3 separate regions of the Mus musculus genome follow, and regions 2 and 3 are each linked to region 1. Evidence: chromatin contacts called from public HiChIP or PLAC-seq data. All regions are on one chromosome and are shown on one strand. Each heading gives the region's core, a stretch centred on a gene start, on an enhancer-like site or on the middle of the called end of the contact. The rest is flanking DNA. Distances are from core to core; before and after follow the strand shown.

Region 1 (2,628 bases), core at 63-2,562:
AAAGTGCTGAAGCATCCTGGAGTAACCTTGATAATTGGCTTAAAGACGCAAACAAGCATGGAACCCGAGTCCTGTGGATTTCTTTCCAAACTCCCCCATTTAAGACATCCACTATTCTGGTACATTATAGACCTGCCTATGGGGGAAGAGATACTATTTTGGATGCCAGGGTCTTTAACCTTACAAGTTATGCAGAGTCACCTGCCTACTAGGAACAGTTGAATACCTTGCATTTATATCATCCTTTGGAGTCTGCAACAGGGTGTATGGCTTATTGTTTTGTTGTTCTTTTGTATTGACGTTTTTGCAACAGTGATAGATGAAAAGAGTCTTTTCATTCATTCCCATGTGAGCCTCTAGGTTCCATCCCCAGTACCGCCAAGAAAAAAAGAACGATAATTTAGAATAGGCTATAACATTTTTAAAAATCCAATTGGGATTACTTTTGCAAAATAATGTGATTTCTTCAACTGTGCATCCATGGCAAAACAAACGCATGCGCTATGTATTAGTAAACTTAGCTCTAAATACGGCTGAAATTTGGTGAGTAATGTGATCATTCTTCGCAAGCATGCCAGCTCCTATCATGTTTAGAACCCTGTGTTCCGAGGTGCTCAAGTTCACGCAAAGGAATTTGCTAAATAAATCCCTGGCAAGCTTCTGTAGCCGTAAATACTTTCAAGTAGAAATGGCAAAATAACACACCCAAGTCAGTACCTAAACCTTCGGAGTTTAGGTCGCTTGTCATCTGAGTTTTTACCTGCTGGCTTCCCCTAAGGTGCATGTCACTCACTGAATTTTACGAACTGTAAGTCTGAGGAAGACTTTTAAGATCCATTTAAGATAGCTGATTCCTCGGGGCCCCACAGGAAAAGTGCACGCAGAGGTGCGGCCCTGCCAGGGTACGTGGGCTTCCTCCAAAGTGGCGTTCACACCCTAACCCCGCGTGGGCCAGACCGAGACCCCCAGCACCCAAACACCCTAAATTCTGGAAGATGATCACAGGCTATATGCACTTTGAGACACGTTTGGGACGGGCTGCTAAAAAGAAGTGTGTGGTTCTTGGGAACGGTGCACGATGAGGATAAACCACGAGTGAAAGTGCGCCGAGTGGGGAGGGCCGAGGGAACAGGGGTGACGGAGAGCGACCCACACATAACATACACCCCACGGAGCGGAGCGCACGGCTCGGTCCTCCGACCGACAGGGGGCGGGCTCCAGTCCCGCGTGGCGCCGCGCCTGCGCTTCCTGCCCCTCCCGGTCCGGGATGCTGCTACCGCTGCTGCGGAGAAGCTGCTTCCCTTCCTCTACTCCCGGCGGCGGCGGCGGCGGCGGTAGCGCGGAGCGGGTGGAGGGTGCGCGGGGGCCCGGGGCGCGCGGACGGCGGCCCGAGCGCGAGCCGTATGCGTGCATGGATCCCAGCGCCGCGCTGCACCGGCGGCCCGCGGGCGGCAGCCTGGGCGCGGTCTCCCCGGCGCTGTCGGGCGGCCAGGCCCGCCGGAGGAAGCAGCCCCCCAGGCCGGCCGACTTCAAGCTGCAGGTCATCATCATCGGCTCCCGCGGCGTGGGCAAGACCAGCCTGATGGAGCGCTTCACCGACGACACGTTCTGCGAGGCCTGCAAGTCCACCGTGGGTACGCCGGGCCTGTGGCGGGTGGGCCTGGGGGAGGTCGGGGCCCGGTCCCTGTCCCCATGGAAGCTCTGACCCTCTCCCAGGGCCTCAACGAATCATCCTACGGATGCCCGGGCATACCCGCCGTGGGCACATCTGGCATCCGAGCCGCGCACAGCCCAGGTCTCCGTGGAAGCCCGACCCTCTCTTGTGGCCAGACCGAGCTTTTCCGTGGCCTTTCCGCGGGTGTCGGACCCCCGAAGCCCAAACATTCCCTCCCGGAGCCTTCACCAGTCATGAGGTCCGGGTGATGCATCCGCGGAAACTCCCGGTCCGTTACTCCTGCTCACCCAGGAAAACGGCTTTGTGAACCGAAAGTAGAGCTGAAGGCCACCCACCAGTGCAGTGCCCCGGGGTTACTCACCATCTTAAATGGGTCCGGACCTCGCAGCTTTGCAGGCTGGAGGGATGGACCAAGGTTTGCTTTCTCATTTTCTGTCTATTTTCGTGGTTTACAGAAAAGAAGTTTGTTGCAGAGACAGTTCGCGCTAAAGCTACACTCGGGTTTCTTTCTTGTTCTGTGCACAAATGTAGGGCAAAGGGATTTCAGCTGTGTTTATCCTTGACCTCAAATAACCGGGTGGATAGGCGGGCAAAGTAAGGGCGATTTCCCGGCACCCACCCGAGGTCGGTGAATTACCGGGAAATCCATAGGTAACGCTCCTGTTACCTTCCTCGGGATCTGGGTTTGAAACTGCAAGGGAATGTTTTTAGTGACACTGGATTGACAGGGCTTGACATAGAGGTTTGTTGGGGTTATGGGAAACAGTTGTGACCATGGAAAAGCTACCTGGAAAACTCTCATTTGGGGTGGCTTATAGAAAAAGGGGGTGAGCAGGAGGGACTGGACAGAGTGACAAAAAATCTAGCGTTCTCCCTGAATCCTAGCCCCAAGGAGAGGAAGGTGGATCTCTGATTTCGAGGCCAGCCTGGTCTGTCTACACAGTGAGTTCCAG
Region 2 (2,628 bases), core at 95-2,594, 300 kb after region 1:
TTCCCAGGACCCAACAGGAATGACATTAGCTGAAATACCCAACAAAGGGGAGAGAGAACCTGTAGAGACCATCTCCAGTAGATAGACATGGCCCCCTGTTGACGGATGGGGCCACCCACCCATCTCAAAAACGTTAACCCAGAATTGCTCCCGTCTAAACGAAATGCAGAAACAACAACAACAAAAATGAAGCAGAGACTGAAGGAAAGAAAAGGCCATCCAGAGACTGCCCCACCTAGGCATCCAGCCCACCCGCAGACACTATTGCCGATGCCAAGAAGTGCTTGCCGACAGAGATCTGGTATGGCTGTCCCCTGAGAGGCTTTGCCAGCACCTGACCAATACAGATGCAGATACTCACAGCCAACCACTGGACTGAGCCAGGGGACCCTAGTGGAAGAGTTAGGAGAAGAACTGAAGGAGCTGAAGGGGTTTGCCACCTCATAGGAAGAACAATATTAACCAAACAGAATATCCCACCCCCCCAGAAACTCCCAGGAACTAAACCACCAACCAAAGAGTACACATGGTGGGATTCATGGCTCCAGCCGCATATGTTGCAGAGGATGACCTTGTCTGGTATCAATGGGAGGAGAGGCCCTTGGTCCTGTTTTTATTTCCTGCTGATATTTCTACATCACATGAATTTTGCAAACACATTATTAGTTTGACAAACATGAAACCAAAAGTGTTCTGCTATAGATTGGGGAAGCGCAGGCTTGGCACATCCACAGAGTCACCGCTAACAGGAGAGTTGAGTCCCAGACAGTCAAATGCTTTTTTTTTTTTTTTTTTTTTTTTTTTTTTTTGCTCAGGACTTAATGTTGGGTTTAGAGACAATAGTTGTAGATTTGAGTCCTTTTTTTAAAAAAAAAAAAAAAAAAAAAACGTGTCTCTACATAATAATTAACTATCCTTCTAAAACTGGAAGGAACACCAAGCTATTTGTTATTCCGACCGTGAAAGCGCGTGAAAGCACTTCTGCTGTCTGCAAAGCAGCACTCCACATTCTCGAGACAGCACGTGGCTCACAGTCAAGCGATGAGCTGTGGCCGGGTAGCACACTGGTTAGGTTTTTTTTTTTTTTTTTTTCCTTGCACTTCTTCACTTTTCATTTCTGATGTCTGTGTAAAGCAGGTGACAACAAAATCCGTCATTTGCAGAGGCCGTCACAGGTAGGTGAGGGTTCTAACACAGAGTGTTTACGGAGTTACCTTTAAGGAATTGCAGGGCCAGGGAAAGGCAGCTTTCTGCCTGTTAGTTCAGGTTCCTTCTCTGATGCTGCTGGGGTGTGAAAAGTGCCCAATAAGTGCAGCTCAGAAGAGGAGGCGGGGCCAATATGTGCAGCTCAGAAGAGGAGGCGGGGCCAATATGTGCAGCTCAGAAGAGGAGGCGGGGCCCTCAGCAGGCTCCTCAAGCACTGGATGTTCTTCCTTTACATTTGTCTGCAGGGGAGAGTGAATGGGGACAAGAAGTGGAGCCCAGAAGGTCGGGAGTCCTCAGAAAAGGCCAGAGGGCTAACATGTCCCCTCCTAAGCTGTCCCCCTCAGTCAGTGTGTCCTGACAGCTGCCCTGTGAGGCACGCATGTGATTTCTTTTTTTAAAAAAAAATTTTTTTTTCATTTTGCATGTATGAGTGTTTTGTCTGCTTGTATGACTATACACCACTGCAGTGAGGAACTAGAAGAATGTGTTGATCCGCTGGAGCCGGACTGTCAAGTGATCATTAGCCACAGCATAGGTGCTGGCCCTCTGCAAGAGCAGCCAGGGCACATAACCAATGCACTGCCTTGCCAGCACACCCATATGATCTTATTAAGGATAAACTCAAATGCCAGATTAATTTGTGGGTTATCTTCTTCCATTTTGATTAAATATATTCCTTCGGCATGGACAAAAGTTTGCTAAGTGGATAAAAAGAGTAGCCCATAGTTTTCTCCGAGGAATCTCATGGGATAGCCTGAGTTCTCGCCATGCCACTCAGATTGACCTAAAATTTAAAATATGTACAGTGTTTATTTCTGAAAATTTCCATTTCAGATTTATTTTCCTTTTGAAAAGGGTTACTTTTAACTCTGTATATGTGGGTGTCTCTGTGTGAGGGCACACATATATGTGTGCAGGTGCCTATAACGACCCATAGATGGCCCTAGGTCAACGTGGAACTAGAGTTACAGGCCATTGTGAGTCCCTGGACTTGAGTGCTGGAACCAAATTCAGACCATCTCCAAGAACAGTCAGCACTCTGCACCCTCCCCCTGCTCCACCCCTGCTGAAGACATCACTGCCTGTGATGAGCAGGCGTGAACTTCTATCATTTGTAAAACTGATTACTGTTGTTGTCTGACAATACACAGGATTTCTACTTTGCACACAGGGGCTTTCTTCCTGAGTTAACACTTTAGATTGAGAATCTAAAACCATGGGAGACAATTGTGGATCACCCTTGACCAAGAACAACCTGGCCTACAGTGTTCCCTAAGCCCATCCAACTGTTTTGTCAAAGAAACAACAGTACCAGTGATGTTCAAGGCAGCTGCTGAGCCAGGGGCAAGAGCCAAAGTTGCCTGCCAGCCACAGTCCTGCTTCACCACACCACTTAGCTGGTAGCGCCCTTGTTAGCATGGG
Region 3 (2,628 bases), core at 93-2,592, 280 kb after region 1:
CAGTGGCAAACAAATCGGTACTCAGAGTCAGAAGATCAGTAGTTGAATGGTGTTAAGAAGAAAGGGGAGGGGAGGGGAGGGGAGGGGAGGGGAGGAAAGGGGAGGGGAGGGGAGGGCCCTCATGGATCTCAGGGAGAGGTTACCAACCCTTCACAGGTTTCATCCAAGGAATAAAGGAGATAATTTATTTGCAGAGAGAAGCGAACCCATTTAAACACGCTTCCCCCTCTTTCCCACCGAGTCTGCTTTGGTCTTTGGGACTTGGGGCGCACCTCTTCTCCATTACTTCCTCTTGTCTTACGTGATACCCTCAAGCCTCTGATGGCTTTGTGTTTTATATATATATTGTTTTGTTCTTTTGGTTCAGTTACTTTTATACTGTTTACATGGGCCATTACTTTAGCTTCAGGAAACACTAGCTTTACAACGGATTTATTAAGTACCTAACTGTGCGTGCCGCAGCACTTGAAACCTAGCCAAGGGAGCCAGGCCCTCAGCGAGCCAGGGTGGTTGGGAGTGAGAAAGGCCAGATCAGGCAGGGTCTGAAAAAACAAAAACAAAAACAAAAACAAAAAACAAAAAACAAAAAACTGAGTTCTTCCTCCAACTGCCTTCTAACATCAGAAGGGACACCGACATCTTGGAATCTCAGAGAAGTGAGTTGTGAAATATCCCAGTTTCCCAAATTCACGAACTGCTCATGAGGTTTATGAGAAATGGTGTGGAGAAGATTTTAGTGCCAGCAATATGGATGGAGGGAATAATTATGCACATGGGAGAAACAGGGAGTTCCTTGCATGAGACCTAGCAATGTCACGGAGCCCTGCCTGGTAGGAGTGGCTGCAGCTACCAGCGTTGGGACCATCTTGAACCCAGCTTGCACTCCTAGTTGTCTTTGCTTCCTTTCCCATTAAAAGTAAGGAGTGCCTGCCTCAGCAGTTTGCCACAGGATGGCGAGAGATTAACCTGTGTGCTCAGACTGACGCCCAGGAAGCCAACATCACACACACACACACACACACACACACACACACACACACACACCCCGGTACTCACCTGAGCTTTGGCTGCAGGACCTCCCACACTCAGAAAGAGGGAACCGCTAACATCATGATTTCTGGAGATTTCTGATCTCTTCCATCAGCACCACTGAGACTAACCAGAGTTTTTACAAGAAGCAAAGGACATTTGGATTCAGGGCAGCAGGGGAAAAAAAAAAAGTTTTTCAAAGCAAGTACCCTCGGGATAGAAAAAAAGATTCCAGTCTCAGTTCTCTTCCTGACAGCCCCAGTCAAGGAAGGAGGAGGGAGAGGAGGGAGGAGACAGAGAAAGATCAAGGGCCCCAGGGCAGGAACAGGAGGCGGGGCCACAGGGGATGGAAAGACAGGAAACAAAGGCCCAACAGAGTTCACTGGCTTTCTGACCGAATTCCCAATTCTCTAATCCCCAGCAATGATTTGTTTGAACAAAGTGATGCTCACAAGTCAAGTCCACCCCATAGGATCAGGCTTCAGGAAAAAGGACACATCTGGGGGAACCTGAGGCAAAGGCAAGGGCCTGCTTAGTCTCCTATTCTGCGAGATACACCCTAGAAACAGAAATAATACAGAATTAACTGTTCATACTTAGTCTGCAGTGTTGTAAACCTTCCTCCTTGGCCCTGAATGCTCCAGGTACGCAGTTTGCATTTGGAATCCCTGGTAGTATTTGGAGGTGGCAAAACTTGGTTTTTTTGTTTGTTTGTTTGTTTTGTTTTGTTTTGTTTTGTTTTGTTTTAATATGGGTATTTATTTTTTTAATTGGGTAATTTCTTTATTTACATTCCAAATGTTATCCCCTTTCCTGGCTGCCCCTCCGAAAAACCCCTCCCCCTCCCCCTCCTCCTGTCCACCAACGCATCCACTCCAGTTTCCTGTCCCTAGCAATTCCCTACACTGGGACATCAAGCCTTCACAGGACCAAGGGACTCTCCTCCCACTGATGACCAACTAGGCCATCCTCTGCTGCATATGCAGCTGGAGCTATGAGTCCCACCATGTGTGCTCTTTGGTTGGTGGTTTAGTTTCTGGGAGCTCTGGGGGTACTGGTTAGTTCATATTGTTGTCCCTCCCATGGGGCTGCAGACCCCTTCAGCTTCTTAGGTCCTTTCTCTAGCTCCTCGAGGTGGCAAAACTTTAAGGGGACATCTTTGAATTCTTAGCTAATCTTCCTTCTTTCCCTGTTTATCTCACATCCCAGCCTTGAGGGAAGCAGCTTTGTGTCACCACATCTTCCCTGACAGTGTGTGCTGCCCTATACAAGGCCACCAGAGCCTGGGCTAAAGCCTCTATGACTGTGTGGGCCAAAGCTTCTATAGCTGCAAGCCAGAATAAATTCTTTCTTCTTGTAAGTAAACTGTCTCAGGTGTTTTGTTATAGTAACAGAAATCGGACTAACCCCACCAGGCCAACCCATGTTTCACAGAGCTCTCTAGTGTGGGGTCACCTTGGCTTCAACTCTCATAGCTCCTTAGGCTTTAACATCGTTTTTAAATATTTTTTGTTGCCTTGTCCTCCCTGCTCACTTTTCTCGAGTATCATGAGGCACAAATCAACCAAGCATTAACGGAGACATGCATTTCCGTTTCGG

The links. HiChIP or PLAC-seq counts read pairs in DNA pulled down with a chosen protein or histone mark.
Region 2: an H3K4me3 HiChIP or PLAC-seq map of embryonic stem cells shows a contact between it and region 1, with 28 read pairs. The contact joins the enhancer-like site here to the promoter of Rab12 in region 1. A contact is called at or near these places in 9 of 39 promoter capture datasets (the 3T3-L1 cell line, the C10 cell line, the HPC-7 cell line and 5 more), 2 of 15 datasets of contacts at CTCF or cohesin (embryonic stem cells and large pre-B cells), 5 of 484 Hi-C or Micro-C datasets (all in embryonic stem cells), 16 of 115 datasets of contacts at active chromatin or transcription factors (craniofacial prominence, embryonic basal ganglia, embryonic forebrain and 10 more) and 2 of 9 other capture datasets (adipose tissue and liver).
Region 3: a contact with region 1 is called in an H3K4me3 HiChIP or PLAC-seq map of craniofacial prominence, with 4 times the contacts expected there. The contact joins the enhancer-like site here to the promoter of Rab12 in region 1. A contact is called at or near these places in 4 of 39 promoter capture datasets (the HPC-7 cell line, cranial neural crest, embryonic stem cells and 1 more), 2 of 15 datasets of contacts at CTCF or cohesin (the NIH/3T3 cell line and embryonic stem cells), 17 of 115 datasets of contacts at active chromatin or transcription factors (craniofacial prominence, embryonic basal ganglia, embryonic forebrain and 9 more) and 2 of 9 other capture datasets (adipose tissue and liver).

What each region holds. Positions count from the first base shown.
Region 1 is chr17:66,518,354-66,520,981 of GRCm38.p6, reverse strand. It overlaps Rab12 (RAB12, member RAS oncogene family), which reads left to right and starts at 1,312. Exons shown (of 6, transcript NM_024448.2): 1 at 1,312-1,634. The coding sequence starts at 1,412. Gm41608 (a long non-coding RNA gene) reads right to left here. Exons shown (of 3, transcript XR_876914.3): 1 at 2,037-2,628.
Region 2 is chr17:66,218,602-66,221,229 of GRCm38.p6, reverse strand. No RefSeq gene overlaps it. Among named protein-coding and RNA genes, the nearest start is that of Gm20742, 28 kb to the right of the region's middle. Within about 2 kb of position 1,344, at least 3 of the 459 cell types and tissues checked have an H3K27ac peak or open chromatin away from gene starts, as enhancers often do.
Region 3 is chr17:66,240,810-66,243,437 of GRCm38.p6, reverse strand. No RefSeq gene overlaps it. Among named protein-coding and RNA genes, the nearest start is that of Gm20742, 50 kb to the right of the region's middle. Within about 2 kb of position 1,342, at least 29 of the 459 cell types and tissues checked have an H3K27ac peak or open chromatin away from gene starts, as enhancers often do. A contact at or near this core is called in craniofacial prominence and pancreatic cancer cells, where this site is marked.